4 separate regions of the Mus musculus genome follow, and all the other regions are linked to region 4. Evidence: chromatin contacts called from public Hi-C data. All regions are on one chromosome and are shown on one strand. Each heading gives the region's core, a stretch centred on a gene start, on an enhancer-like site or on the middle of the called end of the contact. The rest is flanking DNA. Distances are from core to core; before and after follow the strand shown. Region 1 overlaps Stard13 (StAR-related lipid transfer (START) domain containing 13). Region 2 overlaps Stard13 (StAR-related lipid transfer (START) domain containing 13). Region 3 has its middle 35 kb from the start of Kl. Region 4 overlaps 1700028E10Rik (RIKEN cDNA 1700028E10 gene).

Region 1 (2,889 bases), core at 122-2,621, 270 kb before region 4:
AATTCCACACCAAGGTCCAATGCATTTGAATGTGAGATTTCAACAGTTCTGCTGCATGTCCACTAGAGGCCTGTGAAGAGCTTCCCCCCCAACCCCGAGTCTCATAACCAAACCGGCCTAAACAGAAACAAATGAGAAATCTTGAGTCAATACTGATAAGAGTCAGATCAAATTTACATGTCTCCTCATGGTCAAGGTCATACACAGGAATAAAACAAACAAGATTCAGTACTCTTTCCAAACTGCATAGTACTTAGTTATAAACATTACAAAACAAGGGAAGAAAAAAAAAAGGCAGTGTTAAAAGCTAAGTTTCGAAAGGTTCAGCCACAATTCCAGAAGGCTGGCAGGCTCTGGCAAACTTTGCCTAAGCAGACGCTGGAATAGAAATTGCTTGCCTAATGAGCTTCCCGGTCCTCCAGTGCATTTTGAATTCAAAAGACATACAAGAGACAGGGCCCTGGGCCTGCGGGAAAGTAAACAGAATAGCAATCTAAGACAGATGGTCTGGAAAGGGACTTCTTAAATAGCGACAACAGGGCAGTAAACAGAGGTCAGTGAGCTACAGCCCAGGAGTGCCAAGAAGACATGGACTGAATGGTCCCTGAGGTGAAGGACAATCAATTGCAGGAGGGGACTGAGTGACCTAGACGAGGTGCTTACCATGTCTGCCAGGCGAGCACAGCTTGCTGGGCTGTGCATATGGGGGAAATTACTAGAAGAAATGAGGTGTCCTGTGACAGTCTGCAGGCAGCCTTGCTACCAGCTCCCCAAATAGGGCCTTCTCAGTGCCTCCTCGGACAAACAAGACAAAAACATCCTAAGCACCCCGTGCACAGGAGTCTCTTTGCAGAAGTGGCCTGCTTTCCACTAGGCTCAGTTAATTAGCAGGAGAGTCGGACAGAGTGGAAAGAAAGAGCCTTTTGTTTGGAGAACCTGTGAAAATATCCCCTCAGAAGCCTGTAACTTTCCCTACAGATTACCCTGGCCCTGAGGACAAGCCCCGGTGCCAGAAGGCACTGCTGTCCCCTCCACACAGCCCACATTCAAAAGGCAGTTAGTTCTCTTTGTTGTCCCCAGGGAGTCAAGCCTTAATGGGTTTACAATGTGGCAGGCTCTTTTGGAGAGTGTCTGCTGCCAGAATCAGGGCAGAGAGAACCCCAGTGAGTGCCTCAGATGTTGAGGTGACCCTGCCTGCACTCTAAGGGAAGCAGCACTCACCCCAGGCCTTGAGAACCCCTGCAAGAGCACCCTGAGAGGTCATGGGATCTGAAAGTGAATCTGCCATTATTGCGAGCAGATGGCCGAAGACCTGGAGACTTCACTCTTCAGACAGGACTGTGAGCATCAGTGTCCCCAGATCAATCCCAGGTGAGAAGAGTCACTGCTGTTGTGACATCACCCTGTGTTTCCAGTTAATCTTGCTGTCAAAGAGTGACCCCTCTTTCTCAAACCTCTCAATGTAGGCAGAGAATAGCCTGGGCACGTTCTTCTCACCTTGACTGAAAGGAGACCTGGATGTGGCCCATCTAGGGAAGCTGCTTGAAAGACTCTATGGCAATCCCCACCAGCCTAAGCTCTGCCTCCAGAATCACTCTTTTCACCTTCTCTTATTTCAGAAAAATCTTCATTTTTAAACCAAGACACTCAGATAGTCCGTGCTTTTGGGAGTAGAGATTTCATAATCTTTTTAAAGCTATAGTCACGTTCTCCCACCCCTACTTTACAACATCCTTCTGGTCAAGGGTTGCTCCTTGATGCACAGTATTCCCTCTTGCTGAAATCTCAGCCTATTTCCTGTTACTCTCATGTTGATTCATCTGTATTCTCTCCTGTCAAGAATGGTTTATTTGTCCATTAGGATACCCAAGGTCAGCCTCTGCTCATCTGCTCCCAGACCGTACCCTTATGTACAGTTGTTGATGTGCCAGCTGCATACCGTGGCGCTTTGTCTCTGCTTATATTACAGCTGTGTGATGCTAGAATCTGGCAAAGAGTTCCAGAACCACAAAAGGAAAAGACAGGCAAACTCTCAGTGCTGCGGGCACTTAAGGAAGAGGAAAAAACACGAAAACAAACAAAAACAAAGAACCAAACCCCAAACCCCATGTATTTCCTACTGGGGAGACTGCAACACTGACTTAGAAAGATACGAGGAGGTTAAGCCATACCGAGGATGAGCTGCAGGGTTAAAGGAAAGACTTTCTTCCCAAGAAACCCCTTGAGTGGTCATCCTATCCCCAGAACCATCAAAGACAGGAACAATAATGGGAAGCCATTGGTAGCACACTACTCAAGAACAGGGGAGACAAGGCCCAGTGGTGCCACAGTACCAGTGGCTGAGAGGACATCACAGCCTAAGGAGTTCTACAGTCTCATAGGACACCCCCTGGCTGGCTTCACTGCCAGTGCCAATGTTTGGATATTGGAAGGCTGGCTGTTGTAAAGACCGGAGGAAGGAGGACAGACATGGGGAGAGTGCCTGCTGGCTTTAAATAACTCACCATAAGCAACTTCCACCATTCTCCCCTCATCCCATCCATCCATTCTGTCAGGCACTGTACTCTGTGTTGGACCACAGAAAGGAAAGTGATTCATTCCTTAGAACAGCCCTGACTGCATGACCACCTGGGACTCATGGCTTTTTCTGACTCCTAGCTCTGTGGAGTTTTTCTGTTTTGTTTTTGTTTTTTGTTTGTTTCTTGAGATTTCTGAATTTTTAGAAAAGATTTATTTATTTGTTTTATGTATACGAGTACACTGTAGCTGTACAGATGGTTGTGAGCCATTATGTGGTTGCTGAGAATTGAACTCAGGATCTCTGCTCATTCCAGTGCCTCTCGCTCCACCCCACTCCCTCAGGCCCAAAGATTTATTGTTATGTGTTAA
Region 2 (2,700 bases), core at 197-2,696, 330 kb before region 4:
ATCATATTGTGCCTAGTTGCTGATGCTCCATTTTGCCCCTGGAAACTGTATAAAAACTCGCTGAATGGGCTACCCAGGGTTGCCACCTCTCCTTCTGGTGTAGTACGACCCCAGTGCACTGGAACAATAAATTCCTCTTGCTTCTGCATCAATCCCTGGCTCCGTGTTGTTCACACGGGGGTCCCCAGTAACTAAGGCTTGGCAGAGTCTTACAGATACACACACACACAGAGGGACACAGACATATACACAGACATGTACACTCATACCCACACATGCAGATATATACATATTATACCCCCAGACACCAACACAGGGACACACACATAGGGACACAAACATATACACAGATACACAGAGACACACACATATACATAGATCTACCTACACACACACACACACACACACACACACACACACACACACACAGAGTAATATAGACACAGACAGACAGACACACACACACACTCAAAGGCACACACATAGACACATACATACACACAAATACAGGGACACAGACACAGTCATATACACAGACATACACACTCACACACACACACACAGGGACATAAAAACAGATATACATCACACAGAGATACACACACAGACCTACAGATATACACAGACACACAGAGATATACACACAGATACACATTCACACACAAACACACAAGGATACAGACACAGAGAGGGACATACACATAAACACACACACAGACCCACACTCAGATACAGACACAGAGGGGGACATACACATAGAAACACACAGACACACACACATAGACATAAACACACACAGTGACACACAGATATACTCAAAGACACAGACACACAGATAAAATGAAATAAGACACAACGTAAAGTGTTCAGTATAACATGTTAATTGCAAATTAAAGCAATCATGAGTTCCACTGCTTCTTTAAACAGTGCTACTGAGAGAGCGAGGGTCAGGAGCGCTCACCCACTGCTGCTGACAATGGGACATGGCTCAGGTGAGACAGCTGAACAGGTCATTACTGCGAAACACACCCGTTGGTATTCACCCAAATGGGTTTAAGATTTATTTCCACGTGTAAATGTGTACACACTCAGTGTTTACAGCCACTTTAGTCATCACTAGTGAAATTCAAGAGCAATCAAGATGTCCGGTGGCTGGAAAGATGAACTATGGTATAACCAGACAACAGAGTGGTAATTAGAAGTGAGTTATAAAGACACAGAAGGCACAGTAGACACTTAAGTGACTATTAAAGGCCAATATGAAAAGGCTGTAAATTGTGATTCTAATTAGAAAGCATTGTGCAAGAGTTAAAGTTATGGAGGCAGTCCAAAGACCAGAAGTTGCCAGAGACTAGGGAAATGGAGGGACGCCTAGGCAGAGCAGAGGGTTTTTAGGGCAGTGAAATGGATGCGAATGCCACAGTGGTGCATGTCTGTCACTATACACCCGTCAAAAGCACAGAATTTAAATAGAAAGCAGTGCTGTAATTCACCCTGTGTACTTCATGCTGTAATGGGTGGACTGCCCTTTGGCAGATATTGATCGTGGTAGAAATGTATGTGAGGGCAAGGGGCAAATGTGGGCACTGTGCATCAGTTAAAGTTTGTTATGAACCTCAAAGGGCTCTAAAAGCAGTCAATTTGAAAAGATACCATTTGTATTATAATGATTATTATTTATTGGGCTTTGGAATTAAAGATATAAAGTGATGTGCATTTATTTTTCAGAGATTGTTTTCGTTGCACATGTATTGTGTGCATGTTCTCATGGGTGTATGTGCACATGTGTTTGTAGTGCATGGCTGTGTATATGTAGGCCAAAGGTTAACATTGAGTGTCTTCACCTCCTCATCTTACGTATTAAGGTAAGACCTCTCCTTTGAACCCAGAGTTCATCAACTCTGTCTAGATGGGCGGTTTTCACCCTTCCTAATGCTGTGACCCTTTAATACAGTTTCTCATGTTGTGGTGACCCCCAACCATAGCATTACGAATTGTAATGTAAATATCTGTGTTTTCCAATGGTCTTAGGAGAGCCCCCGAAAGGGTCCAGATTACCAGCTTGTCCTGGGGCTCTCCTATCTGTGTGTCCCGTGTATTAGATTACAGAAGGGTGGTCATGCCTACCTGAGTTTACACGGGCACTGTCTCCAGCTCAGTGGTCTGGATAGATTTTGTCTATCCACTGTATGCTAATTAGCTCTTAATCCAGTGTGCAAAATTATCATCATTGGAGGCATTTTGACATTTTGGGTATAGGGGCTGGAGAGATGGCTCAGCAGTTAAGAGCACTGACAGCTCTTCTGGAGGTCCTGAGCTCAAATCCCAGCAAGCACACGGTAGCTCCCAACCATCTGTAATGAGTGAGATCTAACACCCTCTTCTGGTGTGTCTGAAAACAGCTATAGTGTACTTACATATAACAAATAAATAAATCTTTGAAAATTAAGTACACAATAAACTAACAAGATATCAAAAACAAACTTTAAAAAAAATGGTTTTAGAGCTTTATTGTAGAAAGGCAGGGAGAAAGGAGAGAAGGTAGAAAGAGAGAGGCCAGCCACGGCCATGTGGAGAGAGTAGGAAAGGGAGAGAGAAAAGGAGGGCTAGAGAGTAAGAAAGGTGAGGGTTAAAGAGCCAAACTTTTTTTTTTTAAAGAAATGTTGGGTATAATTTCAATCTTCTTATAAACAGACCATC
Region 3 (2,700 bases), core at 133-2,632, 490 kb before region 4:
GGGTGAGGGATGCTCCAGGAGAATCCTGGGAACTACTGTCCTCCAAAAGGAGGATGCAGACATTGCCCTCAACCAAGCAGGCTACAAAACGAAACCTGAGTGTCTCCCACAGTTTACTGCCACCCAGTGCAACTAAAAGCTGCTCAGAGACCCAATGAACAGAGCAGGGATTAAAGAGGCAAAAGATTGGTACAAGGTGGCATCTTTGAAGCCCTCATAGTCAAACAGGGCACAGAGAGAATCAGACCAGCAATCGATCAGTGAGCTTAAACAAATGGCTGGTCCGGTCACTCAGCCTCTTTTTCCCTCACTACTGTTAGCATTCTGTCTAAGTTCTGCCCCACAGTTACCTGGCAACAGCCAGGTAGGCCTGACCCACTATAAAAGGGGCTGCTTGCCCCCTCCTCACTCTCTTGCTCTTCCTTTCTTGCTCCTGCTTTGTCTCCTTGCCCCTTTCCCCCTCTCTTCCCATTCCCTTCTCCATCTCTCTCCACTCATGCTCATGGCTGGCCTCCACTTCTCTCTCTCTCTCTCTCTTTTTCTGCCTCTACTACCCTCTTAACTCCCCTCTCCATGCCCTGAATATACTCTATTCAGTGGTGTCGTTGGTCCCTCACAGGGAAGGGATGTCTTGGCATGGGCCCACTGAGGCATCCCCTTCCCCCACACCTCACCAAACCCCATAGAACATAGCCTTCTCTCTTTATCTTTTTATAACACAATAACTACTCCCCAATGCAAGCAAGATACAGAGACAACTCATCACAAAGTCCAAAGGTGGCATCTGGGAACCCTGATGCACCTCTGAAGAGGAGGTCAGAGAGTTCACAGGTAAAAGACGAGGTTGGAAATACTTTTAAAGAATACAAGTTCACGGACCAGTGAGCCGCGGTTATGCATTTAGGAGCCGTCGCCTTTTGCGAGTGACAACTCACTGTCCACGTACTTGGGCAGGAGAGATAGAAGTTAATAAATGAACACGAAGGGACCCAGAAAAGAGCATTGCTGATAGAACACAGCAGAGCTGGGTGGATGCCAAACAGCCATGGGCACACCGCAGCGAAAGGAGGAACAACAGAAGCGCTTTCCAACAAATAACCAACAAATTTGGTGCGGAGGGCAGAGAGACGACTGCTGAAGGGAGCTGATCGTTGTGCTGGGCCAGGAGGATTAAGATGAGTTTGCTGCTTATATCCAGACACTGTGCCATGTGCTCCCAGCTCGAGGGGGCTGAAGCCAGAACGCTGAGCAAGCCCAGCATGACATGTGCACAGACGTGGTCCCTCTCCCTCTGCAAGAGAAGCCCCAATGCCTTCCTGGTTCCAAATCGCCTGAAATTGAGGTGTATGAAACTGGGTACTGGCTGGTAAATTTACCTTAGTAAGGCACGCTCTGAACTCCACTGCCGGTCAAAGGTGGATTAATTCAGATGACCTGGAGGGAAAGTTCACACGAATCACCTCTCTCTCTCTCTCTCTCTCTCTCTCTCTCTCTCTCTCTCGCTCTCGCTCTCGCTCTCTCGCTCTCTCTTGCTTTCTCTCTCTTGCTCTGTCTCTGTCTCTCTCTCTCTCTCTCGCTCTCTCGTTCTCTCGCTCTCTCGCTCTCTCGCTCTCTCGCTCTCTCGCTCTCTCGCTCTCTCGCTCTCTCGCTCTCGCTCTCGTTCTCATCTCATCCCATGGCAGATGGGCGCACTCTGTTGTGGCTACAAAACTCAGGAACGCCCAGGCTTGCTAATTCAGGTATCAGGTGGGATGAAGCCAAGGGCCTCATTTGTTCTGTTTTCATGGCACAAGGGTTTGCTCATAGAAATAAAAAGGTGTATACAAACATCTGTGCTCATCTGTTCATATTAATAAAGTGAATGCTAGATGGGAGATCAGCACCTTCACTAGAATGGTAATTAGTTAAAACACAGCTATTGAACTGGAATTTGTTTGATTTATTCATCTTATATTCAAGCTATTTGTGTAGAAGGAAGGTCTTTAGAATGGATGGCAGATAGATTTTTATTATGAGACCGCATAATATGCATTTTTAAAGATAATACAGGTCTTCAGCCTGTACGGCACATGTCATAGCTAATAAGCTGGGGTTGGGGAAAATTGAAGTCAATGAAAGAATTATGTAACATTAAGGCTGCTGGCAGGGAACGCACTGCCACGGCCGTGGGAAGAGATGGTGGACAGAACAAAGGTAGAAGGAGCTTGGGAGGTGCGCATCTATTAGAAAGGTTAGGCTTAAGTAAACATCGGTGTGTGGGGAGAAAATAGCGGCAGCAATCTAAGTGGAGCCATTACAGCCCCGCTAAAAGCGAGTGAGCACGGAGAGGCGACCAGCAATCAATATGGCCAGAGGCCTTGTCTTGCCCAATTCGTTCTGAGATTTCACATTGGATCCATCCTCATTAGCACGCGGTGGAGCGCTGTCTGCCTGCCTGCGAGGTTTCTTATAGCCTCAGAGAAGCAGAAGAAAGCTGTCAGGGCCCCAGGGGAGCTTGTGGGCTGGTGCCCGCTGTATGTGTGAGCTTTCCAGAGAACCCACAACTGCTCCTTCTGCCATTAAAATCTAGCTAAGGGAGCGCAGACTCAGGTAAGAGGTGCGATTTAGGGTTGGAGAGATGGCTCAGTGGTTAAGAGCACTGACTGCTCTTTCAAAGGTCCTGAGTTCAAATCCCAGCAACCACATGGTGGCTCACAACCA
Region 4 (2,793 bases), core at 37-2,536:
AGAAGCAAGATTGATGAATTCTCCTAACAAATGGAGATTCTCTAGATACTTAAAAGTTACACTCATATAAGAATTTAGCAAGGCCTAGGAAATAGGGGGGTTGTGATATTGCATTATTCATGAGGCCTGCCAAGAGCAGAACACACCCCCCCCCCCCCCCCCCCCCGTGCTAGCCTTCACAAGGATCAAAGGTAGAGCACTAGAGTGTGAAATCCTTACCTGTCACTAAGCTGACCCTAGGCAGGACTGCTTTATCTTCTTTACTGTAAACATTTACCTGGTTCCTGTAAATCCTTTTGAAATCATTCCTTTGTTTTGTGTCAGGCAACTTCAATGTACTTTGCCTGCTGTGACTCCCGGACCCCTTGTATTTTCTGTACTATATAACACTGGTGTTTACTTTGTGAGAATACATTCAGATCACCCACCAACACCTTGCCCACCTGCCCCAGAGACTCGTTCCATGCAGACAAAGGGACCCAGAGGGTCTGCTGCACTCTGGGTCCTTCTAGTGCCAGAGCTCCTGAATAGCCCACACATTTCTTTTTCCTTCAACTGCAATCTACCCCTTAGAAATAAATGAGCTTTCCCTAAGCCCTGTAATTAGAATTCAAATGTAATATTCAAATAGCCTATAATTAGAATATAAATAGCCTCTAAGTAGCCCATGCAAATGAAGGTATTAATGAATTACAAATCACTAAAGGAAATAAAGGGGGTGGCAGGCCATCCCTATGCTGGTCCCCTCCAGCCATGCAGTTGTGTTCAACAGCCTGCTAGAAGTCAGGGTCTTTTGGCTGGGACAGACCTCAAACTTGCTTCAATAAGGGAAAAAAACAAAAAAAAACCCAAAACATGTTTTATATAATTCACAAATACCCCTGACACACACACACACACACACACACACACTACAAAATTTTTTGGTTCGTTTTGTTTGTGGTAGGTAGGGAAAGAACCCCCCCCCCCCCACACACACACACACACGTACACACTCCTTCCACACTGCTGCTTATTAAGTAAAACAATTCTTCTATGGCATTCCTACTGTGTTTTTAGAACTATTTTAGATACACGCTTTCTTTCATTGAATTTTCCAGGAGAAGACATGAAAGACCATTCTCATTCTCACTTGTAGACAGAAGAAAGCAGGACTCTAGAAAACCGACTTGTCCAATCTTGTAATTTTGGTAGTAAAACGTTGCTACATCCCAAACAGCTCACTGGAACAGAAATAGACTGTTAATGTTTTTTGGTCATGCCAATATAAAAGAGGAAAATAAATATTGACTCTAAGAATTAATCTCAAGGTTCAACTATTGCAACATAAGGGTAGATTTGGCTCTCACCTGTCAGTTGTAACTCCCATTCTGACCCCGCCCCCAGGCCCTTTGAAACTAATGCTTTATCTCTTACCACTTTATGCCTTTCTTCTCTCTTTTTTTTTTATTTTTTCATTAAATTTCAAATTAGCACAAAATATGCACAAGAAGGTAGCTAGAAGGATGATCATGTTAATAAGTTGGTGAGAGTTGTTGAGGCAGTCTTTGTGGATAGGGAACACACATTTACATGAGTGTACCTGTGTGTGTGCAGGTTTGCGTGACATGCTCTGTGTGTGAAGGCACAAGGACCAAGCCTTTCTTAATGGCTTCCCCTCAGGTCTCTCACTGAACCCAGAGCTCATGGAGTCAGCTAAACTAGCTGACCAGTACGAACTTCTTACTCGAGCCTCCTTAGTACTGGGATTATGGGTTCATTTGGCAATGCCTCGTTTCTCTTCCTTTGCTGTGATAAATACACTCTGACTAAAAGCAAAACAGCAACTTAGAGGAGGAAAGAGTTAATTTGGCTTAATCAGAAAACATGAAGGAATGCAGTTTGCTCGCTCTCTCTCTCTCTCTCTGTCTCTCTCTCTCTCTGGCTCCTGCTTTGTTAGCTTTCTTATATAGTGTAAGATGCACTGATCAGAGCATGGTGCTGCCCAGTGACTGTGCCCTTCTACACAAGACAATCAAGACAATCTCTTCACTGGCATGCCCACAGACCACCCTGATAAAGACAATTCTTTAACTGAAACTGTTTTTCAGGTGATTTTAGGCAGTATCAAATTTATAGTGAGTGCTGAGACACTAAACTAAAGCTATCTTTTTTTTTTTTTTTTTTTGATGGTTATACCAGGAGAGATGGATAGCAGTCTATAGGGTAGAAACTAAGGATTGTGAATAAAGTAAAAGCTTTTTTTTTAAAAATCTGAATTTAAAAATCTATGAGTGGAGGGCAGAGTTGAGGGAAGAAGAAGGAAGAGGAGAGAGATCTCGAGGGAAATGTTCAATATCTGTGGCACAAGAAGAGACCACGGAGACAGTGTGCTAATAGAGTAATCAGCTGCTGAGAAGGTGACTACAAAAAACTGAACTTCCAGTGTTCCAGGCACCCTGAGGGAACTTCTCAACAACCCTACAGAATAGTGAATGAATATGAGGAGCACTGTTCATACACCAAAGATCAGAGACCCCACATAACCTGCCCTGGGACACAGCCAGTCAGCAGCACTGCTGGGTAGGAAAAACATCTGGTTGAACCTGGTGTTCCAAAGAGCTGATGGGGGAGTTGGGGTGCCAGGATACTACAAGAGAGTTCTGGGAATAAGCAAACATGGGTCGCAGGTCGATACTTGCTTCTGAATAACTAAGGCCTAGAATAAGGAAGGCTGATTTTGACTGAGGCAAAAGGTCAGAGTGAATTTATACAAGAACAAAGTTTTGTCAGAGAATGACTATTTAGTTCTAA

Evidence for each region. Hi-C and Micro-C count contacts between places; a contact is called where the count stands out from the background.
Region 1: a contact with region 4 is called in a Hi-C map of liver, with 5 times the contacts expected there. The contact joins two enhancer-like sites. A contact is called at or near these places in 1 of 15 datasets of contacts at CTCF or cohesin (the NIH/3T3 cell line), 1 of 484 Hi-C or Micro-C datasets (liver) and 1 of 9 other capture datasets (embryonic stem cells).
Region 2: a Hi-C map of liver shows a contact between it and region 4, with 2.4 times the contacts expected there. The contact joins two enhancer-like sites. A contact is called at or near these places in 1 of 15 datasets of contacts at CTCF or cohesin (the NIH/3T3 cell line) and 2 of 484 Hi-C or Micro-C datasets (liver and nephron progenitors).
Region 3: a contact with region 4 is called in a Hi-C map of liver, with 3 times the contacts expected there. The contact joins two enhancer-like sites. A contact is called at or near these places in 1 of 39 promoter capture datasets (the HPC-7 cell line) and 2 of 484 Hi-C or Micro-C datasets (both in liver).

What each region holds. Positions count from the first base shown.
Region 1 is chr5:151,142,375-151,145,263 of GRCm38.p6, forward strand. The region is part of intron 1 of Stard13 (StAR-related lipid transfer (START) domain containing 13); the gene reads right to left. Among named protein-coding and RNA genes, the nearest start is that of Stard13, 46 kb to the right of the region's middle. Within about 2 kb of position 1,372, at least 150 of the 459 cell types and tissues checked have an H3K27ac peak or open chromatin away from gene starts, as enhancers often do. A contact at or near this core is called in liver, where this site is marked.
Region 2 is chr5:151,078,960-151,081,659 of GRCm38.p6, forward strand. The region is part of intron 3 of Stard13 (StAR-related lipid transfer (START) domain containing 13); the gene reads right to left. Among named protein-coding and RNA genes, the nearest start is that of Stard13, 110 kb to the right of the region's middle. Within about 2 kb of position 1,447, at least 7 of the 459 cell types and tissues checked have an H3K27ac peak or open chromatin away from gene starts, as enhancers often do. A contact at or near this core is called in liver, where this site is marked.
Region 3 is chr5:150,916,434-150,919,133 of GRCm38.p6, forward strand. No RefSeq gene overlaps it. Among named protein-coding and RNA genes, the nearest start is that of Kl, 35 kb to the right of the region's middle. Within about 2 kb of position 1,383, at least 13 of the 459 cell types and tissues checked have an H3K27ac peak or open chromatin away from gene starts, as enhancers often do. A contact at or near this core is called in liver, where this site is marked.
Region 4 is chr5:151,408,880-151,411,672 of GRCm38.p6, forward strand. All of the region lies in intron 3 of 1700028E10Rik (RIKEN cDNA 1700028E10 gene), which reads left to right. The region is part of intron 1 of Gm3704 (predicted gene 3704); the gene reads left to right. It also overlaps a transcript of Stard13 not described here. Among named protein-coding and RNA genes, the nearest start is that of Gm3704, 3.8 kb to the left of the region's middle. Within about 2 kb of position 1,287, at least 12 of the 459 cell types and tissues checked have an H3K27ac peak or open chromatin away from gene starts, as enhancers often do. A contact at or near this core is called in liver, where this site is marked.